Regions from separate parts of the Capra hircus genome. Here region 2 is linked to region 1. Evidence: chromatin contacts called from public Hi-C data. All regions are on one chromosome and are shown on one strand. The core of a region is the stretch at or near the end of the contact, and the rest is flanking DNA. Distances in the headings are between cores, read along the strand shown. Region 1 has its middle 140 kb from the start of SATB1. Region 2 has its middle 380 kb from the start of SATB1.

Region 1 (4,947 bases), core at 2,176-4,675:
AAAGTTGAGTCAGTCCTCACCTCACCGGTTGCTGGCCTCATCACCTGGAACAAGCCATTCGGCCCTTGGAGCTCGTGAAAATGAGAATGAGAATGGTACCAGCCTCATATGTTTGCTGTGAGAGTTAAGTGAGATGATACATGACGCACAGAGTGCCTGGCAGGAAGCACGTGTTCCAAAGGTTGGACACGGATCGCAAGCAAGCACGCTGTCAGGCTCGTCTGGGAAACTCTGTTTCTCCCTCAAAATGAGAGCCGCGCTTTCCTCGCAAGGCCAAAGGTCTGATGACAGAGCTGCCTTTGGGAAGAGGGGAGGAATCTTTCTAGAAGCGCTGCTGAGTCAGTGTATTCCTTCTGTGATGGTCAGCTTCAGTTAGCCAAGCAGAAGGGACTTGCGGCTCCTCCCCATTTACGAGGAAGGTGCCCACTGGGTGAAAATTCCGTTTCTCTTTGTCTTCATTGAGCCAGATTTGACCAAACTAGAAGTCACGAAGCCTTAGGAGATATTAGTCAGACAAAAACAGATTTATTGGCCAGTTCCAGCAGCTTACTTCAATGTCCATTAAGATGAAAGTTGCGAGTTGGTGATGTTTACATGACCGTCCATTTATCTCATTGAATGGTTACAACAAGCAAACGAGGCTGTGACTGTGCAGAGCGATTCTGTCTTAAACCACATCTCACCCAAAACCAGAGGGGATATTTCCTGCCCCGTTTCCTGTCTGTCTGCTTTCTTGTTCTTTTTATTGAGTGTTTTAACATCAAGAGATTCTTTCTTGAGTATTGATCTTCTGGATGCGTCTGAGAGCCTTGCCCATTCCACAGATGCTTTGCCTCTGCCCAAATACAACGGGCAATCTGTTAAGGGGAAAACAGTTATAGACAAATACTATCCAAACCCAATAGACTTCAATTTTGATTGATCTTTATGTGTGTGGGTAGTACCTCAATGAGAAAAACCTAAATAGAATAAAAGTGTGTAGAGGATTAAACCTATTATTAGTGGAAGGCACCCGTCAGTCAGCTTCTTCTCATCCCGTTTTCCAGGCTAGCTCTGTGAGATAAAAGTCTTCCGAGAAAGGATTCAGAGCCCAGGAAGGGTAGTGGGGTAGGGCTATTATAGCCTTATTAATTTGGGATACAGTTGAGATGGCATGGAAATTAGTGTCAAGGAATTCAAAGAATGTCCAAGTGTAGGGACATCAATATTTTAAGTTTAATGACAGAAGGCATGTTTTTGGCTCTCTTCCGTCGTATTGTGCAGGAGAAGGTAACAAGAATAAGGAGAAGGCCAGTGGTTTTCCATCCCTACCAGGGTGTCTGATGTACTTTGTTGATTGTATTTTATTTTGAGAGGTACTACATGAACAGGAATTATGTGTAATATCACAGGAGCTTATCACTGTGCAATGCTTCACTGTTTGAATATTCCTTTTAAGTGGATTGTTCGGTTTGATCTTCACAACAATGAAATGAATTCCACAGATTATTATTAGAATTCGAATTTGACAAATGAGGTTCCAAGAGATTAAGTGACTTGTTCAGGTACCTTCTGCTAGTAAATATTCACACTGAAGGTAAAAAGATGATGTTGCTGGGAGCTTAAATGGGATACCAAGGAAACTTTAGAACTTCCTCCCCTGCAAATCGTTTAGAAACCAAGTGTTTTCTTTTCTGAATGAGGCATTTTGACAGGCGGTTCTGATGGAAGGTTAGGAAGAGAAGACCAGAAGACCTCTCCTAAGTATCCTGCTAGCCCTGTACTCGCGACCGCTTCTTGCTCTCTAAATGGAAGGGCGGTGATGATAATAATTAAGCTTTAGGCTTCCGTACTTCCTTTCATCTGAGCTCTTCAGCCAGACAGGAAGGAACCACCCTCTGCGCACCGTATGGCTCTTTTCAAGCTGGTCCACGTCCGTTAACTCGCTAGACTTTAACTGGGAGGGAAGGACAAACGTCTGAAGGAAACCTCAGGAATCTGCACCCCCAAACGTGTGGTCAGGGCAGCTTTTTATAGAGCCGGATGTCACCGTTTTAGAAAACTTTCTGAACAAATCAAGTTGCTGCTCTCCTGCATAAAAATGAAGTTAAGAAGGCGTCAAAGCCTCTAGTCAGCAACATCTGCAGGTTCAGTGGGAGAGTCTGAAGGCAGAGCACGAACAGAGATGTGAACACTCCCAGCTCTGTGCCCGCCTCCTCCCAGCCTCCCACCTGCAATAGACTGCATTCATATCTCCCAGAGGAAATATGCTATTACTGATAATATGATCACTGAAACACTGGGAGTGGTTAGATACCGAGCTCTGGCAGTGGGTTAATAAAGGGCCTAATGAAGAACAAAAAATCCTGCCAGTCGCTGTAAAAAAAAATACTGCCCTTGGGAAATTATAAATCAGACACCATACTGTGAAGTTAAAAATATACATCCATATATATATGTATGTACATATGTACACACACACACACACACACACACGCTGGTTTGCTGATAAATGCAGGAGTGGGCAGACTGGTGACGAAGCAAACGTCACTGGATGCCCCTGAAGTTCCAGTCCACCTCATATGATGCAGTTAAACGCCTCCGCAGTGCAAAGCCAAAACCACATGTACTCAGCCTCGTCAGACCACGCTGCACCGCGCGGCAGAATCAGCACGCCTGGTCCACAGATTACTCCTAATCCCCAGCACCTCACTCGCCTTCTTTCCTTTTATGTTTTTCTCGCCTTTTCACTCATTGGTTTGTCTAATTTCACACTATTCATCTCAACAGACTCTTACAAGCTGCCTCTGGACAGAGACCTGTGTTGAGGGTTTGCTTCACTGAGCCCCCCTGAGCTGGTCTGGAAAGAACCCAGTGCAAAGGAGGTTCATGGGCAGCCTCACCCCAGGGTGAGACCATCAGGGACACACACAGGGGGAAGCTTGGCCAGTGGCTCACCTTCCCTTCCAGCTAAATCGGCAGTGGTCTGGAACAGGGCATCCCTGATAGCTCAGCTGGTGAAGAGTCCACCTGCAATGCACGAGACGGGTTCACTCCCCGGGTTGGGAAGATCCCCTGGAGAAGGGAACGGCTACCCTCTCCAGTATTCTGGCCTGGAGAGTTCCATGAATTCTGTAGGGTTGCAAAGAGTCGGACACGACTGAGTGATTTTCACTAACAACTAGAAAAGGAACCGCCCTTTCTAAGACTGGGACACTCCCACACTTGCCTCTCGAGCCTGTGGGCTGCCTGACAAGATCCCGCCGAGCAGCTGCAGCTCCTGTCCCGGCGTCTTCCTTTCCTGGGCCACTTTTGCCGTGACCACCTTCTCACCTGCTGCCCTCCAACAAGCCAGTTCCTCCCCTATGGCGACTTCCGCTGACTCCACCCGGTGGATTGCAGGCCGACCGTTGACTCCTCACCAGGCAGGTCCCAGGGGCTCCGGGAAGGGGCTGAGCGGTGCCATGGGCCCGGTGCCAAGGAGGGGCCTCTGCCCGCCTCTCCCCAGCTGGACCAGCTCTTCTTGCCCACACTGGTATCTCTCCCCAGGAGGAAATGCAGAGATGCTGAGACGTTTTGGGAAATCCTTTTCATTTCTTCAGGTGGGAGGAGGGACTAGGGTGTCTGATTGTCCTTTCATTCTTTCAAGAATTCCAAGAGGCACTTCCAGAATCACGAGGAAGTTCTCTTAGAGAAAGCCCCAGTGCCCAGGAGGACCCTGAACTGCAAACCCCCAGGAGATAACACAGGGTAAGAACTCGAATGTGAGGACCATCTGGGCCTTCATCCCCAAGGCCTGTTTCCTGAAGTTCGCATTTTTCTGGAGATTGCTAAAACACCCGCATAGGAGCAACACTGTCCTGGTGTCAGAGAGTCCACTGGCCCCACAGATGGAGTCAATTTTTTTTTTTTAACTGAGATGAGATGAGAATATGTAAATCAAACTTTCCCATGGATTCAAGCATAGGGGAAAACAGGAAAATAGTAAAAAAGAATACACAATTTGGTAATCTGATTCATATTTGACAGCTTTATAAAGCTGTCTGATGGAGCACTGGGTCCCATATGCCAGAGGAAACCTCTGGCAGGTTTTCATTGGCACACAGTGTGGCAAAATACAGAATAACAAACTGCAATGAAGCTTTCATATGCTGCATTAAATTAAACGCATACGGGCTATCTAAGATTACAGGCCACACAATATGGATGGTAAGCTATACTTACTTTATTTGTTCTGAGATCGTGTCCTGCCTCATCTTATTTCATGAATAGTCCTCTCTTTTAATAGCAGGTTACATATTGCTTTTTGGGGTCCTAATTTGGTAAAATAAAAAGCCATCTTTCCGTGTTGCCCTCTCACTTTTGAAATTTTCCTGGTCTCAGAAATGCAAACGTTCTGGAACTCGCCAAAACAAAGGGATGTCTCCTTGCCTTGTTCCCCATCTGCCTCAACATGACAGACTTTCCCCCATGACTGCATAACCAGTCACCCCAAACGTAACCAGCGTTCTTAAAGTACAAGCCCAAGGCAACAAAGTTCCCCCGCCTAAATGTGTGAGTTGCCTTTCAAGTCCAACCTCAAAATATCAACTGAAAAGTTTTCTTCTGAGGCCCTTCCTCTGTCTGTCCAGCTTGGAGAGAGAAGTGTTCCTAAAGGGTGTTGCTGAGACGACATCTACCACGTGAGACAAAAATGAGATGGGGGAGCTCCCATGTTTGCACTGCCCCCATCTAGAGCTAAGCCAAAGGCCAGTCTCCCTTCCACATACACGTAACAGTGCATACTTGTTACTATACCATACAGTACCATATATGTACTGTACATATTTGGTCATGTGTATTATTAGAGGGAGCTTCATCATGTTACCAAATGTGCAGCCACCAGACTGCTTTGTCACATAAAGTCCTTGACAGAATTTAGTTATTTAGCCATTTTAGTTCATAAGTGCCAACTTCCAGTATGTATCA
Region 2 (4,976 bases), core at 1,721-4,220, 240 kb before region 1:
AACTGTCCCAACCACTACCCTTTCCTCCCCATTTCTTTACAGAGAACAAGTGTCTGTACTCACGCTTCTCAGGTTCTCTCCTCTCATTCTCTTCCAGTCTCTAGACAAGCTTCATTCTCCGCACTTGGTGAAAAGAAAACCCTTGTCGAGGTCCTGAGTGGCCTTCCTGTAAGAAAGCTAGGGGTCCAGCTCAGTCTTCCTTTTTCGCTTGTTCCGTCAGCGCCGTGTTCCCCTTGCTCCCTGCCTTCTTCCCAAGCCCTCCCTTCCCTTAATGTCTGAGGATCTTCCCTCCACCCCCTAGTCGCGTCCCCTCCATCTTCTCTTGTAGGTCTTCCCCATCCTTCCAGCCTTGGAATGTTGGGGTGCCCCTGCTTCGTTCAGCCCTGGAGGACTTCTCTCTCTCCAAGCTCTCTCATCTGTGCAGGCTCTGATAACTAACAAAGTTCCATCTCCAGCCAAGCCTCTGCTCTGAAAAACAGACTCAGTGTAGCCAAGGACCCATCTCAGGTTGCTCCCTGAAGAGCTAACAACCATCTCAAATTCAATTTGTTGAAAACTATGTCCCCTCTGGAAATCTACTGCTTCTTCTGCTTGCTAAGACACAAAATCTTGGAGCTACGTCTGATTTTTCTTCTCTCTGCCCAATCTCTGATCCACCAGAAAATCTTGCAGACTCCGCTTGTGGACTCCAGTTGGACAGTGGATATTGTCTTACCACTTCCACACTAACCATCTCACCTGGATTATTCGGATGGTCTCCCAATCAGCCAGCCTGCCTGCGTTCACTTCTCTCCCCTGCATTCTATTCTTAAGCAAGCCACCAGAGCGACGTCAGTGGAAAACAGGCACCTGTGTGTCCATCCCCTTCTCAGCGCCCTCCGACGCTTCCAGTCTCATCGGGAGAAAAAGCGGAGTCCCATAAGCACACAATCTGCCTTTGGCCATGTCTGTCTGCCCTTCCCATTGCCTCCCTGACAGCCTCTCCTGTTGATGCCCCTCCCTCTCCTGTTAATTCCCCAGCTCACTGCCCTCCATCCACCCCAGCCACGCTGGCCTCCTCGGGCCTCCTGGGTGCGCAGCGTCCTCTGCCTGGCATGTCCTTCCTCTGGATAACCACCGACGGCCTTGCCTCCTTCCGATCTCTTCTCATGTGTCTCCTGCTCCTTGGAGCCTCCCTTTCTGCCTTATTCAGGTGGTAATTCAGTCCTGCCCCACGTCGGACCCTCCTTACCTGAGTGCTGTAGTTTCCCACTCTGCGCTTTTCACCCACATGCTATACCTTTCTCTGTTTCACTTACTGTTTATTTTCCGCCATAAAGGCAGGACTTTTGTCGGTTTCCCCAGCCCTCCATCCACTAATAAATTTCTAGACCCTCAGAGAATGTTGTGGCTGTAATATTCATATTAATATTTAGTAGGAAGACAGTATTTTCCAGAACCTCTGACAGCTAGATTAGAGTCATGGGACTGATTTATGGTTAATGGAATGTGAGCAGAAGGGCTGTAAGCCACCTCTAGGGCTGGCCCATTAAGCCTTTCATGGGTGATCTCCGCCTCTCTTCCTGTTCAGCAAACTTGGAGGCCGTTTGTTACAGATGGCAGCACCTGGATATAGAAGAAGCATGGGTCCCAGAATGACCAGCACTAGAGTGTGACGCAAGCAAGAAATAAATCCTTGCACTAAGCTACTGATAATTCAGAATTTTTAAAGGAATTAACATTCCATACAGCACTCAATAAATATTTGTTAATTAGGAAACTTAAAATTTTATATTATTATTAATCAAGCTCTCCTTAAGAGACATAACACTGTTCCCCAACCTAGCAAACAAGATACATGGAGCACAATTTAACCATTAATGTAGAATATTGCTCTGCACGCCACAATCACACTGGTAAAGATGGTGGTGTACACTGCTGCCTGCCCTTTGTACGTTTCAGAACCCGGTCTTCTCCTCCTGATTCCTTTTCCCTCCTCCGTTTTCCTGGCCTTACTTTTTTTTTTCATTGTGTTGACTTCTTAGGGTTTCATTGTTGGTCCTCATATCTAATCTCAGACATAAGAATCCCCACGTCTACCTTTTTTGCTTCTCCCCTCTCATTTCCCCCTTACTTTTTGTTATATTATTTTTGTCTTCCAGCTGATAATGGCAAGGCTTGAGCTCTTCTGAGCTGTCACCACTGAAATAAGTGCACTGCAAACTACCTATGATACAATATCTTCTCTGTGGGTTCTTGCCTTGGCTCAAGTCTTGCCAGGAACACTCAGATAAATACTCACAATAAAAAGCCTTTTAAATTCCTTTGAAATTTTAGTCTGTCAGACATACAATCACCAAATAAAGACAATAGGATAATAGAAATAAGTTTTGGATATGTTTTTCCCCTACATTTTCTGTAGATTCACTTCACCTCATTTTGCTGTCTATAAGAATTCCTTATGTGTGTGTGTATATATATATATATAAATATATATATATATTTCCCCCCCAAATTTACTAGTGAACTAAAATAATCCTTTGAAGACTAGAGGAAATGGTATCCCTTGTGGTAACACTTGAGATTATTTTCAAACACAACCTTTTTAAAACAATTTTAATCTAATCAAAATGTAGTTATAGCCTGGAATTAAAATATGCAAGAAGTGGATTTCTTAATGGTTTATTTCAATGGGATGTGAAGTTAGAATTGTTAAGAAATGCGGAGTGCTAATTAACCAGAGTTAGAGAGCTGAGGATGAAATTAAATATCCTGACATGAACTCTTGATCAGCTTTCCTTAAAAATTCAGAGCCCAGTTGACTGGCTGATACGAAGCTGCAAGGCCATGCCTTTCTGACTCCTGGGGGTGGGTGCATTTAGTTATTCCACCAACCAGCAGGGGGAGACACAGGATGCTCCTTGTAACTAACCCAAGGTATGGCTTCTGCACCCTGAGACCTCACCAGGCCTCTCTTTGTCCATAACAAGTAGAACAAGTTGGTCCAGTCTGACAAAGCTCACCCCTCTCGGTGGTTTTGGTTTCTTGAGTTACAGTTGATTTTGCGTCCAAGTGACTCATTACAAGGAGGGACTTGTGTATATTTGGTGCTTTTGCAGATATGAGATTATATCAATTTTTAAAATATAAGTTTTGGCTTATGCTTCTAAAACATTAATAAATCTGATTGAAGTTCAGCCATTAATAAATTAAGCTTTACTCTATCACCTAATTATTACCTCCGATAATCTTAGCCCAATAGTTAACTTTATAGGAACTAACAAAAGCAATTCTAACAGAGAAAATGACAAACTATTGAAATTTTAAGCTGTCTTGCAGGTTAGAAGGGCTAAGCTTTGTGTCCTAGGAGCCAGATAACTTTGCCTTTATGTATCTATCAGTTCAGGTCTACGCATGTCTGGGGTAGGAAGACCTCCCAAAGAAGATAAATGCTAGCTCCTAAGGTAAATGCTGGAGAAGGCAATGGCACCCCACTCCAGTACTCTTGCCTGGAAAACCCCATGGGCAGAGGAGCCTGGTAGGCTGCAGTCCATGGGGTCACGAAGAGTCGGACACGACTGAGCGACTTCACTTTCCGTTTTCACTTTCCTGCATTGGAGAAGGAAATGGCAACCCACTCCAGTGTTCTTGCCTAGAGAATCCCAGGGACAGAGGAGCCTGGGGGGCTGCCGTCTATGGGGTCGCACAGAGTCGGACACGACTGAAGCGACTTAGCAGCAGCAGCAGCAAGGTAAATGCTGGGATAAAGGAAGGTCATAGCACTTGCCCTTTGGATAGAAAGACATTTAGCAAATAATTTCAGGACAGTATGAGCCATGCAACACAAAGAAATAAACGTAGATGAGGGGCTGAAGTGGGTTGGAGGAAGGAGGGACTCACGTCACGTGGAGTGTGGCGCTGAGGCCAGCTTCTTAAAGAGAAACAGTGCCTGAGCATGGCGGCGAAGAATAACTGGGAGAAGAAAGAGAGCTGATGTTGGTCACAAGAGAACAGACCGTGAGACGGCGAAAAGCCGCCGCTCTGTCTGAGCAGTTCCTCTCTGCTCACGTTCCCGGGAGTAATATGGTAGGGGACCACACGAGGTAAAGACGAGGAGGCAGCTGTGGGCTCCAGCGGAGAATCCTGGACCAGGGAGAGGCTCCAGGGTGAGCCAGGAGTGAAGGCTCCTAGCTGATCAATGACGCTAAGCATCAGGTGGTCACTCAGGCTCTGCTAACCTGCTGACATAAGTTGTACGTCGTAAAGGAGGCTGAAAGAACATGGAAATAGAGGCTAAGGCCTCGCACCCTGAAGGGCCATAACCCACGCCTCGACCCTTCAGGAAGATCATCTTCACTACATCAGCGGAAGAGTAGTAGGTAGGCGTAACTGGATAGCACAGGTTCTCAGAGGTTATACGGGGAGGGAGGTGGGGGGGGTCATGTTTGGGAACTCACGTACACCCGTGGTGGATTCGTGTCAGTGTATGGCAAAACCAACGCAGTACTGTAAAGCAAAAGAGAGTAAAAATATAAATTAAAAAAAAGTTTAAAATTAAATTAATAAATAAATGCTATACTCAAGGACAATTTCACTTCAGATTTATCTTGATTTGCAGCAATTTTTCCTTCTTTAGGCTTCAATTTTCAGGATGAAACATTGGTTTATGGAAGGGTCTCAGAAGAGTTCCTTAACAGTCATACCTCGAGTTCTTAGATAACAATGAAGGTAAAACAACTTAGAACACACACCTATTTTGCTTTTCCCGTTTGATTTCCGTGATTAATAATTTCTATCTAATCTTCTAGTTTTACAGAACACCGGGTAGAGATGATGAATCTGGAGAGCTGAATGCCTACTTGTGCTTTGTTAAAAAGTACGTGTGTTGTTGCTTTTTAATAAGTTATTCGAAAAAAGTAAAAATGGAGTATGCCAAAGTCCCCACCCACGTCTTAACACCCCTTTCTCAAAGGCTAATGAAACCCTTAAAAGTTTAC

Evidence for each region. A called contact is a pair of places that touch in the nucleus more often than the background predicts.
Region 2: a contact with region 1 is called in a Hi-C map of liver, with 5 times the contacts expected there. The contact joins two enhancer-like sites. A contact is called at or near these places in 3 of 5 Hi-C or Micro-C datasets (blood and liver).

What each region holds. Positions count from the first base shown.
Region 1 is chr1:155,497,994-155,502,940 of ARS1.2, reverse strand. No RefSeq gene overlaps it. Among named protein-coding and RNA genes, the nearest start is that of SATB1, 140 kb to the right of the region's middle. Within about 2 kb of position 3,425, at least 1 of the 5 cell types and tissues checked has an H3K27ac peak or open chromatin away from gene starts, as enhancers often do.
Region 2 is chr1:155,741,450-155,746,425 of ARS1.2, reverse strand. No RefSeq gene overlaps it. Among named protein-coding and RNA genes, the nearest start is that of SATB1, 380 kb to the right of the region's middle. Within about 2 kb of position 2,970, at least 1 of the 5 cell types and tissues checked has an H3K27ac peak or open chromatin away from gene starts, as enhancers often do.